Linked DNA regions of Sus scrofa: region 2 is linked to region 1. The links are chromatin contacts, called in public HiChIP or PLAC-seq maps. All regions are on one chromosome and are shown on one strand. Each heading gives the region's core, a stretch centred on a gene start, on an enhancer-like site or on the middle of the called end of the contact. The rest is flanking DNA. Distances are from core to core; before and after follow the strand shown. Region 1 has its middle 240 kb from the start of ALDH8A1. Region 2 has its middle 330 kb from the start of SGK1.

What was found. HiChIP or PLAC-seq counts read pairs in DNA pulled down with a chosen protein or histone mark.
Region 2: an H3K27ac HiChIP or PLAC-seq map of skeletal muscle shows a contact between it and region 1. The contact joins two enhancer-like sites. A contact is called at or near these places in 2 of 47 Hi-C or Micro-C datasets (both in skeletal muscle) and 2 of 2 datasets of contacts at active chromatin or transcription factors (alveolar macrophages and skeletal muscle).

What each region holds. Positions count from the first base shown.
Region 1 is chr1:29,300,856-29,305,121 of Sscrofa11.1, reverse strand. No RefSeq gene overlaps it. Among named protein-coding and RNA genes, the nearest start is that of ALDH8A1, 240 kb to the right of the region's middle. Within about 2 kb of position 1,496, at least 2 of the 83 cell types and tissues checked have an H3K27ac peak or open chromatin away from gene starts, as enhancers often do. A contact at or near this core is called in skeletal muscle, where this site is marked.
Region 2 is chr1:29,416,713-29,421,078 of Sscrofa11.1, reverse strand. No RefSeq gene overlaps it. Among named protein-coding and RNA genes, the nearest start is that of SGK1, 330 kb to the left of the region's middle. Within about 2 kb of position 2,643, at least 2 of the 83 cell types and tissues checked have an H3K27ac peak or open chromatin away from gene starts, as enhancers often do. A contact at or near this core is called in skeletal muscle, where this site is marked.

The DNA.
Region 1 (4,266 bases), core at 247-2,746:
CTGCTGATAGATGGGTATAAGATCAATATATCTTCAGGTGAAAAACTAAGTTTAAAACTATTACTAATGAATCTGGAACACATATCCAAAGGTAGATCTCTCTATGCCTTGTTTAATCAGTTTTATCTGAAGAAAAGAATAGCATTCATGCTGTAGAAGACTAAGAAAATAACTTGGAGGAGAAATTTTATCTATGATCAGCCACAGAATATTTCTGGCATATTACTGAGCTTTCAAAAGAGCTGTCAATAATAATTTGACACATTTGGGGTTGTCTGACTTTTGATACAGATATTTCAGATGCCAAATGAAAGACACGTAGTCATTACGACTCCACAATGCTTATTTTGAGGAAGTTACAGGAGTAGGTGTCCAGCAAAGTGAGCAGAGTGGAGAAAATGACAAGACACTCCCAGCTTCTAAAGGAACCCAAATCATGTGCTGGGATAGCAGGTCAACACACAAATGGTGAAACAACGGAGCAAGAGAGGAAGCAAAACTGGTGGAGAACCAAAAAACTGGCATAATCACACTTTTTCAGGATGAATTTGTTCCTTTACTCAGCAATTCCACATTTATAGAAGTCGACCATACAATGTTGACTATGTTCAAAAATCCACACACAGGAATATCTCTTAAACAGTTTTCATAGCAAAGACTAGTTAGAAACAAAGAAAAAATTAATGACAGGGAATTAGCTGAATAAATTATGTCCCATCCTGAAAAGGAATAGAACATATCCTAGGAAAATTATTCTTCAAGAAAATATTTATTGACTTAGGGTAAATAGTTATGAACATGTTTCAGAGAATAATGTGAGATATAGAATGGCATACACTATACCATGTGAATTTTATAACATTCATATATAAAACATGGATATTACAGAGAAAATACGACTACAACCTTCCTGCCGCGGAAAGGACGGGCTCTGATGTAGTTTGATTGTCTGAACTGGACCAAGGTCATGACGGTGATGAGCCATGAAAGGCATCCCATTTCCATTTCATACTCGGTGAGCCCTGAAAACCAGGGACCTAACTATCAGAAAGGCTATTTTTCACAGATACAGAAGAACATGTCACTAAGTGTCACCTTCTTAGCTCCACCAGAGTAAACAGGTGAACCAAAGTTCATAAAACACTCGCAAAAGGGACTAGCCCAGTGTCCTCCTGACATCATCACCTCATCAAAATTAATTTTGTACCATAGGAACAATGTTAGCCATTGTGAAGTTTAACTGAAAAATAAACAAGCTATTTAAATCGTCTGTGAGGAACACAAATAAAAAAAGCGAGCAGATGAAAGGAAATGCCAAGAGTGTGCCCAGCTCCTGTCAGAGATCTTTTACCTCTATGTACAAAACCCAGTTCCCGCTGATCTTTGGTGCCATAAAAAATGTACTGAACATCGTGAGACGAATTGACATAAACACTGTGGACTGTCATCTCGTGCAAGCAAGGAAGGCCACCTGTTCCTTGAGTAAAAGACACAGACACAGGTTGCAACCTGAAACTGAGAAGAGGAAGGGAACTAAATAAGAATTCTGGCCCAACCAAGGCTCGAGTCAGCCAGTGAGTTGTCCAAGCCACAGTCCTTTTCTATTTCAAACTCCAGGGGACACTTGGTGTCAAAATCTGACACCACAGTCAAATAGGAGGAGGCGAGGGAAGACACCATGGATTAAATGGTTTTCCAAATTATAATAATCTTCTGTCAGGGAGCAGGAATATTTCTACATTATTGACAGTGATGCAGTGAAAACTCCGAGCTTCTCAGACTTGAGTCCCAGCCCTGCTCAATCATTGATCAGTTACTTGAGTTTGTGCAGATCTCTTGTTCTCTCTGAATATATTTCCTGGTGCATAAAATAGTGTTAATGATATCTACTGGGCAAGGGTTTTTGAGGATTAAAAGAAATATTAAATGTAAATGCCTAAAGAAGTATTAAATGTGCCTGGCACACAATAGATGCTTCATAATAGTCAGGTTCTTTCTACTTGCCCTCTTTTATCATCTTCTCTGGGTTCAAGTTCTATTTAGTAATTGCTTTAAAATAGTGAGAAAGCAGAGGAGGAGGAGAACAAAGAGAATTATTTTAGTAGGTTCAGATATTATTTTTAAAAATACCAAAGAAACGACAGCTTATTACAGACTCTAGAAGTTTGCTATTTATGTACGGGGACCAGTTAATGCTCTGTGTGTGTGTGTGTGTTCATGTGTACCTTTTAACAAAAATTATGCTCTTAAACTGCAAAAGTTTGCCTGTACATGTGTTGTGTTGACTTCTGTGTATTCATTTTTATTTTGCCATTCGAATTAAGCAAATAATATCTAGAGACAAAATTCTTAGGTATTTTTCTAGAGAAAAGAGAAACTTCAGACCTACCTTCAGCAGTGCTATATAGGAACTACATAGAGAGGTAGAGGTGGATTAATTTTGATTAATTTACATGAAGCAAGTAGGTTAGGGGAGATTGACGTGTGAGTTTGCAGTATGCCTCTCTATCTGGACATTTGTACAACACATCCACTTGTTTAACAAATATTTTGGGGAAATTTTCTGTGCCAGGATGGTGCTATGTCCATGTACCAATTCTATGGTGGGGACATGGATTTTTCCCAAGCCACTAATTGCATGTGGTCTCCTAAGGTGGAGCTGCCCAAAGTCATTCTCTAGCTGCTTTTCTGCTATTTCCAATGAAGTGGTCACCCTTTATGCCCAACGGGAAGTTCCAGGATATAATTCTTCATGGTTCGTAATGATCAAGAGCCAGACGTCACAACTAAAGGTTTCGTTACTTTTGTAAAGCAGTAAGGACTACACACCATGAAGCAATCCAGCATTTCTCTGGTTCTAGAAAGCCACTTAATGTGCATGTGACCAGCTTAAGATATGCGTGGTCTCAATGCTGCAACATTTGTTCCCATGTTGCTTATCCCTGATCTGAATGCTCATGAAATATGCAGCTTCTCCTCTGTACCAGCGGGAGATTTTTAAGCAAAGTCAAATATTTTTACACAAAACGTGTCAGTTCTGTGAAGAAAACTACTGCATAACTGTCAAAAATTCTTATAATTACATCTATTTTCCTGCCACCAGAGCTTGTCAGCATAATAGCCAGGTAGGTCACCGTTATCAACACTTTCATGGAGGGACAATCTACCTGGCCTATTTTGCCAGTTCCTTGGGTAATGAGAGGCTTGTTTGTTAGTTCTCTGGCTTTGGGAACATAGATTATCCCTTCCCTCTTTTTTTTTTTTAAAGCATTGTGTTGTAGAAAAAATTTTGGTTAAAGAAAAACAACTGCCTTGATTTGATAAGGTGGCAAATAAGCATTATGTAATAGTCACAGAAACAAGCCTTCCAATTCTTGTTTATCTTTTTAAAAACATTTTTGACAGAAAAATAAGCGAAGAGAAGAAATTTTTAAAACATACTCATAGTCACTTCACCCAGAGAGGGTGTTAACACTTTAGTGTATCTCTTCTGGGTCTGTGCCTCATAAGAATAGACATCTCTATATTTCCTTTAGCTAACATGGGAACGTACTCTCCCTGATGTTATGTACCCCATTTTCCCATGTCATTCAGTGTCCTCCTGTGTCATCTTTTCTAATGACAGCACAGTATTACACGGTGTCACGATTGCTTTAGCCAGTAGAGGCATGTATGTATGGCTGCAGGGTAAGCAACACCCTTAGAGCTTCAGCTTTTAAACCACCTCATCCCCTCTAGGTCGTCTTGAAAACTGTGTTCTCAGCTGGTGTCTGAACGTGTGCTTCTGATCCCGGCCAACTCAGTCAGTCCTAAGGAGGAGACCTCTGGTAGTTCACTGAGTCAGAAGCTAACTGAGCTCAGGGAACTGTCTCAGTACCCCGTTGTCATTTGAAAAAGGAAACTACGGCTTGAGTAGTTTAGAGCATGACTTTTTTTCTGACCAAACAGAGTGTGCTTCAGAGTGTGTGGAATTTAAAACTTTCATTCATGCAACTGATACGGATACAGTCCCTGCTCTATGCATCAGTCATCATGCAGCAGGCTAGGGATATGTTGGAGAAATAGACACAAGTTTTGTTTAGTTTCTTTCTTTCTTTCTTTCTTTTTTTTTTTTGGCTTTTTGCCATTTCTTGGGCTGCTTCAGAGGCATATGGAGGTTTTCAGGCTAGAGGTCAAATCAGAGCTGTAGCCGCCAGCCTACACCAGAGCCACAGCAACACAGGATCGAGCTGCATCTGCAACCTACACCACAGCTCATGGCAACGC
Region 2 (4,366 bases), core at 1,394-3,893, 110 kb before region 1:
AAATAAAAAGGCAAGCTGTAAATTGAGAGAAAATACTTGTAAAGCATATGTCTGTCAAAGGACTTGTGTCCAGAATCTATAAAGAATTCTTACAATCCTATATAAGCAGACAAACACAATAAAAAAATTTGGCAAAAGATTTGAACAAATTCTTCACACAAGGAGATATACAGATGGCAAATAAACATATAAAAGTATACTCAATATCTCTAGTCATCAGAAGAATGCAAACTAAAACCACAAAGAGATCCTATTACATACTCACTAAAATGGCCAAAATTAAAAGCATTGACAATATCAGGTGCCAATGAAAAATGTGGAGCAACTGGACTTTCATATAGTATTAGTGGACCAAACTATTATGGTCCCTTTGGAAAACAGTATGGCAGTGTCAAGTTTAAACGTACTTTTATCATCCAACTCAGCAATCCCATTTCTATATATTGAAGTGAGAAATTAAATAGATATCCACATAGAGACTTTTATATGAATGTTATAGCAGCATTATTCATAAACAATAAAAGTAGAAACAACTGAATGTCTATCAGTTGGTGAATTCATACTGTGAAATACCAGAAGCATCATCATGGAACACAATATACAGAGCATAAATAAACCTAAAAACAGTCTAAAGGAAATAAGTCAAACCAAAAGACTATTTATAGTATTACTTTTTTTACATTAAACTCTTAAAAAGGCAAAGACCTAGTGTCAGAATGAACAGTGATCTCTGGGATCAGAGATTTAAGGAAGACATTAACTGCAAAGACATTAGGTTGTGTCTATTGGCTTGACACCCATCATGAGGTGAATCCAGTTTTCAGGTAAAACTCACAAAAAAAAAAAAGCCTATGAGGTTCATAGTATATATAGAAAAATCATTGTGGTCCAGAGAAGTTAAGTGCCCAAGGGCACACTGCTAGGATCAAAGTTAGACTAGAACCCAGTCCAGTTCTGGATTCTTGCCATTTTATCCATCTTAGGTAATGCTACAGAGAAACAGCTCTACCATCACTACCACCCATCCCAAACTTCATGGACTTGTCTCTTTTTTGTTTCTTTCAGTTACCATGTTATTTTTTAATTCATTAATCCTTTAAGTCATTAAACCAGGATTTACTGAAGTGAGCACCTCCCTGTGCCCGGAATATATTAGGTGCGTACCGGGAAGGAGTTCAAAGTCTAGTGTGGAGACAGAAAAGTGAACAGATTCTGATAGTTGCCAGGATACAGGGAAGTAGAGTGTGAGATGGGAGTGAGCCCCAGAAGAGACATCTAAAACAGATTCTGGCACCAGGAGGAGGCTGGAGCAGGTGAACTTTTGAAAGAGATGAGGTCTGCACCCAGCCAGCCAAGTGAAATAGCAGGGGAGATGATCCTGCGGAAGAAGCAGCTAGAGCACAGACATGGCATCACGAGATGTGCAGCCTTCTCTGGAACTGCATGGAAATTTGTTCAATAGGTAGGTTGAGTGGTGAAGGGGAGACTTGCGAGTTAAATAGGGGTCAACTCATAAAAGGCTCTATATGCTTGGTGAAGGCCTTTGAATTTTATGCTGAGGCAAAGGCAGGGCATTCAAGGATTTTAAGCTCCTTAAGCAAAAGGATTTTGTGTTTTGGAAAGATCCTGATAGCTAGATTAGGAAGAAAGGAAGAGTCAAGCTACTGTTGCTATTACGCTGGCACAACATAATGTGTCAGACAGCTGCAGTGAAGAAAGATGAGAGGGAGCGATGAAGAGGACTGGTTGGTTTACCCTCCCACCTCCCAACCAGTCAGGAGGTTTCTTTCTCTTATCCCCCTCTTCTCTTTAAAAGAAGAAAGTATAAAGCATTGGTGGGTCCCAGGCTTGGACCTAAGTAGCTGGTAGCGATGCTTACTGAGATGAGCATGCCAGAGGGCCAAGGCGTGTGATGCTCCTTCCTTGATGGAACCTCAAGCAACTCTTCCTAACAACCACATGGTACTGGATAGTTATCTACATTGTTCTTTCACATGCAGTTTGGTTATTCTTCAACAGAAATATATATATATATGTATACTCTTTTCTAGTTCTTTGATCATAGCATTATTCACCCATTAATAACCTCTGATATGAATTTGCAAATAAAGTCCACTAGCCAGATGGGATTTATTGATTCTCTAACCAGGAAAACATGCATGCACAAAAAGCCCTGCCCTTTCTTTTCTTCTTCTTTCCTTTTTTTTCTTCCCTCTGTCTTTTTCTTTCCTTCCTCCATTTCTTCTCTATTCTTCCATTTCTCTCTCTTGCTCTCACTCTCTCTCTTTCTTTGTTAATCCGAGAGAAACATTTTCTCCAAACTCAAACTGATTTCTCTTATTGGTTCTAGCACAAACATTTGCATCTGTAAAATCTGGAGTTGGATAGAAATGTGATACTGAGTTTGACATTTCTATGGAACGTTCCATCAAATATCCCCTTCTTACCATCCCCTTGCTCTTCCCATGACCCATGGTTTAGCCTCTGCAAGATGGATTACATTCTTTCTTCCAGCTGGCATGAAGATACCACCTCATGGGAAGAAGTTTAAAAATAATTGTAAGCTCATTAAATGTAGCAGTATCTGGGTGAGAGGGAGGATACAGCATGAGGGGAGAGTGGACACAGGAGATGGGAGAGGGCACATGTTTCCATTTATAAGCAAGAGCTTTAAAACTGTGCCAAGCAAAGCTGCTGGGGGACCAAGGCAGAGTAAGAACGTGAGCACAAATCACCACATCTGACTATGACAAAATACTTTGGCTGAAGCAGTAAAAAGACTTTAAGGTAACTTTTTGGGAACTTTCAATCATTGTTCCATTGCCATCAACACATGATATACAAGGCTGATGAAAAGAACAGTACACTGGGAAGCCAGCCACAAACTCAAATTATGGGTTTTCCATAGACTTGTTATAAGAATTAAAAAGACTTTTCATGGATTTGGGCTTCAATATCCTGACCCATCAACAAATAAAACAATAACTGCTACCTCAAAAGACTTTATAAAAATATACTGAGATAACCTTTGTGGAAATTTTTCCACTATAAATTTCATTTAGTATTGCTGAAACTGCACAACTCAGATTGGAACTTGAACCCATGAGCTGGGACTCTAATGCAGCCAAAATCCATGTTGGGACTTGAATCCACTGTCTTAATTAATGTCATTCTCTTAAAAGTTGTCCCCTGCCCCCTTCCCTCCTGTTCATTAGCAATTATTATTATTATGGAGAGAAAAAAATTTTCAGAGTTAGAGAGTATTTACTTTTTAAAAAAGCAAGGCATAAGAAAAAATAATTCATGGGGAAAATATTTTTTTATAAAATTCTGATCTCCTTCTAAAACTTTAGATTAAAATAATGAGCATTTTAATCTTTAGTGGAGACCATTACGACAATAAAAACAATTTCTTCCCATGTAGACTATTTTTGTTTTGACTCTTGAATAAGCATCACATGGGAATATCAGTTAAAGGGATAAAAGCTGAAATGATGAAAATAAATTTTAGCTTCTTAAAAATATCACAAAAATCATTTTTGCTGTAAAATAAACTTTTTGGCAGATACAATGGTATTGGACCTTCACTGTGATGAAATTACATCAAGCATTTTAATTAATTTTTGGTTTTCTTAGAATTTGGCTTTATTTTTATAGCATGTATTCAACTGCTGAATGCAACATTATCTAATTTTGTTTCAGCTTCTGTAACTCATAAGCAAAGGTCATGATGTACTTGCAACTTTATATAAATTGAGACATAGAAGATCATTAGGAATCAAGATCTTTTCATACTTTCATCACCAAATAGGAGCTCTAGCTACATTCTGGTAGTGAATTTGGACAACTTTCAAGTTTCAGGTTTTGCTAAAAAGGGCTATTAAACAAACCAAAACCTTCTAAATAAATGTAGTACATCCCAGAACATTTCCCCCAGGCAGGCAAATCTGGTTCATTGGGGATAATGACTTATCGGTAGCAAGTGAACCATTACACACAATCCATATAACTAGACTCCGAATGTAGCTGCATCCAAATATTAGTGGAGTAAGTAGTAAAACATTCCTTTCCAATAATGATGACTTAATCTCAAAAACATATTAGTAATAAATAGCCAGGGTTTAATTTCTTTAAAATCTGTATGCAGAGACGTAGATTATTTTTTCCATGACGTAACAACCTACTTCCTGTCCAACTCACTAGAGAGATTAGTGTCTAACTTGGCAATTAAAACACAGATACATCAGGACACACACAAAGAAAGTACTGCAGCTGTTACCCTTTATCATTTAGTCAGCTGGATGGAGCAGAAGACAGTAAACTCCAGACCATTTTGCTGGATTTAATCAGGCTTTCTGTGCGAGAA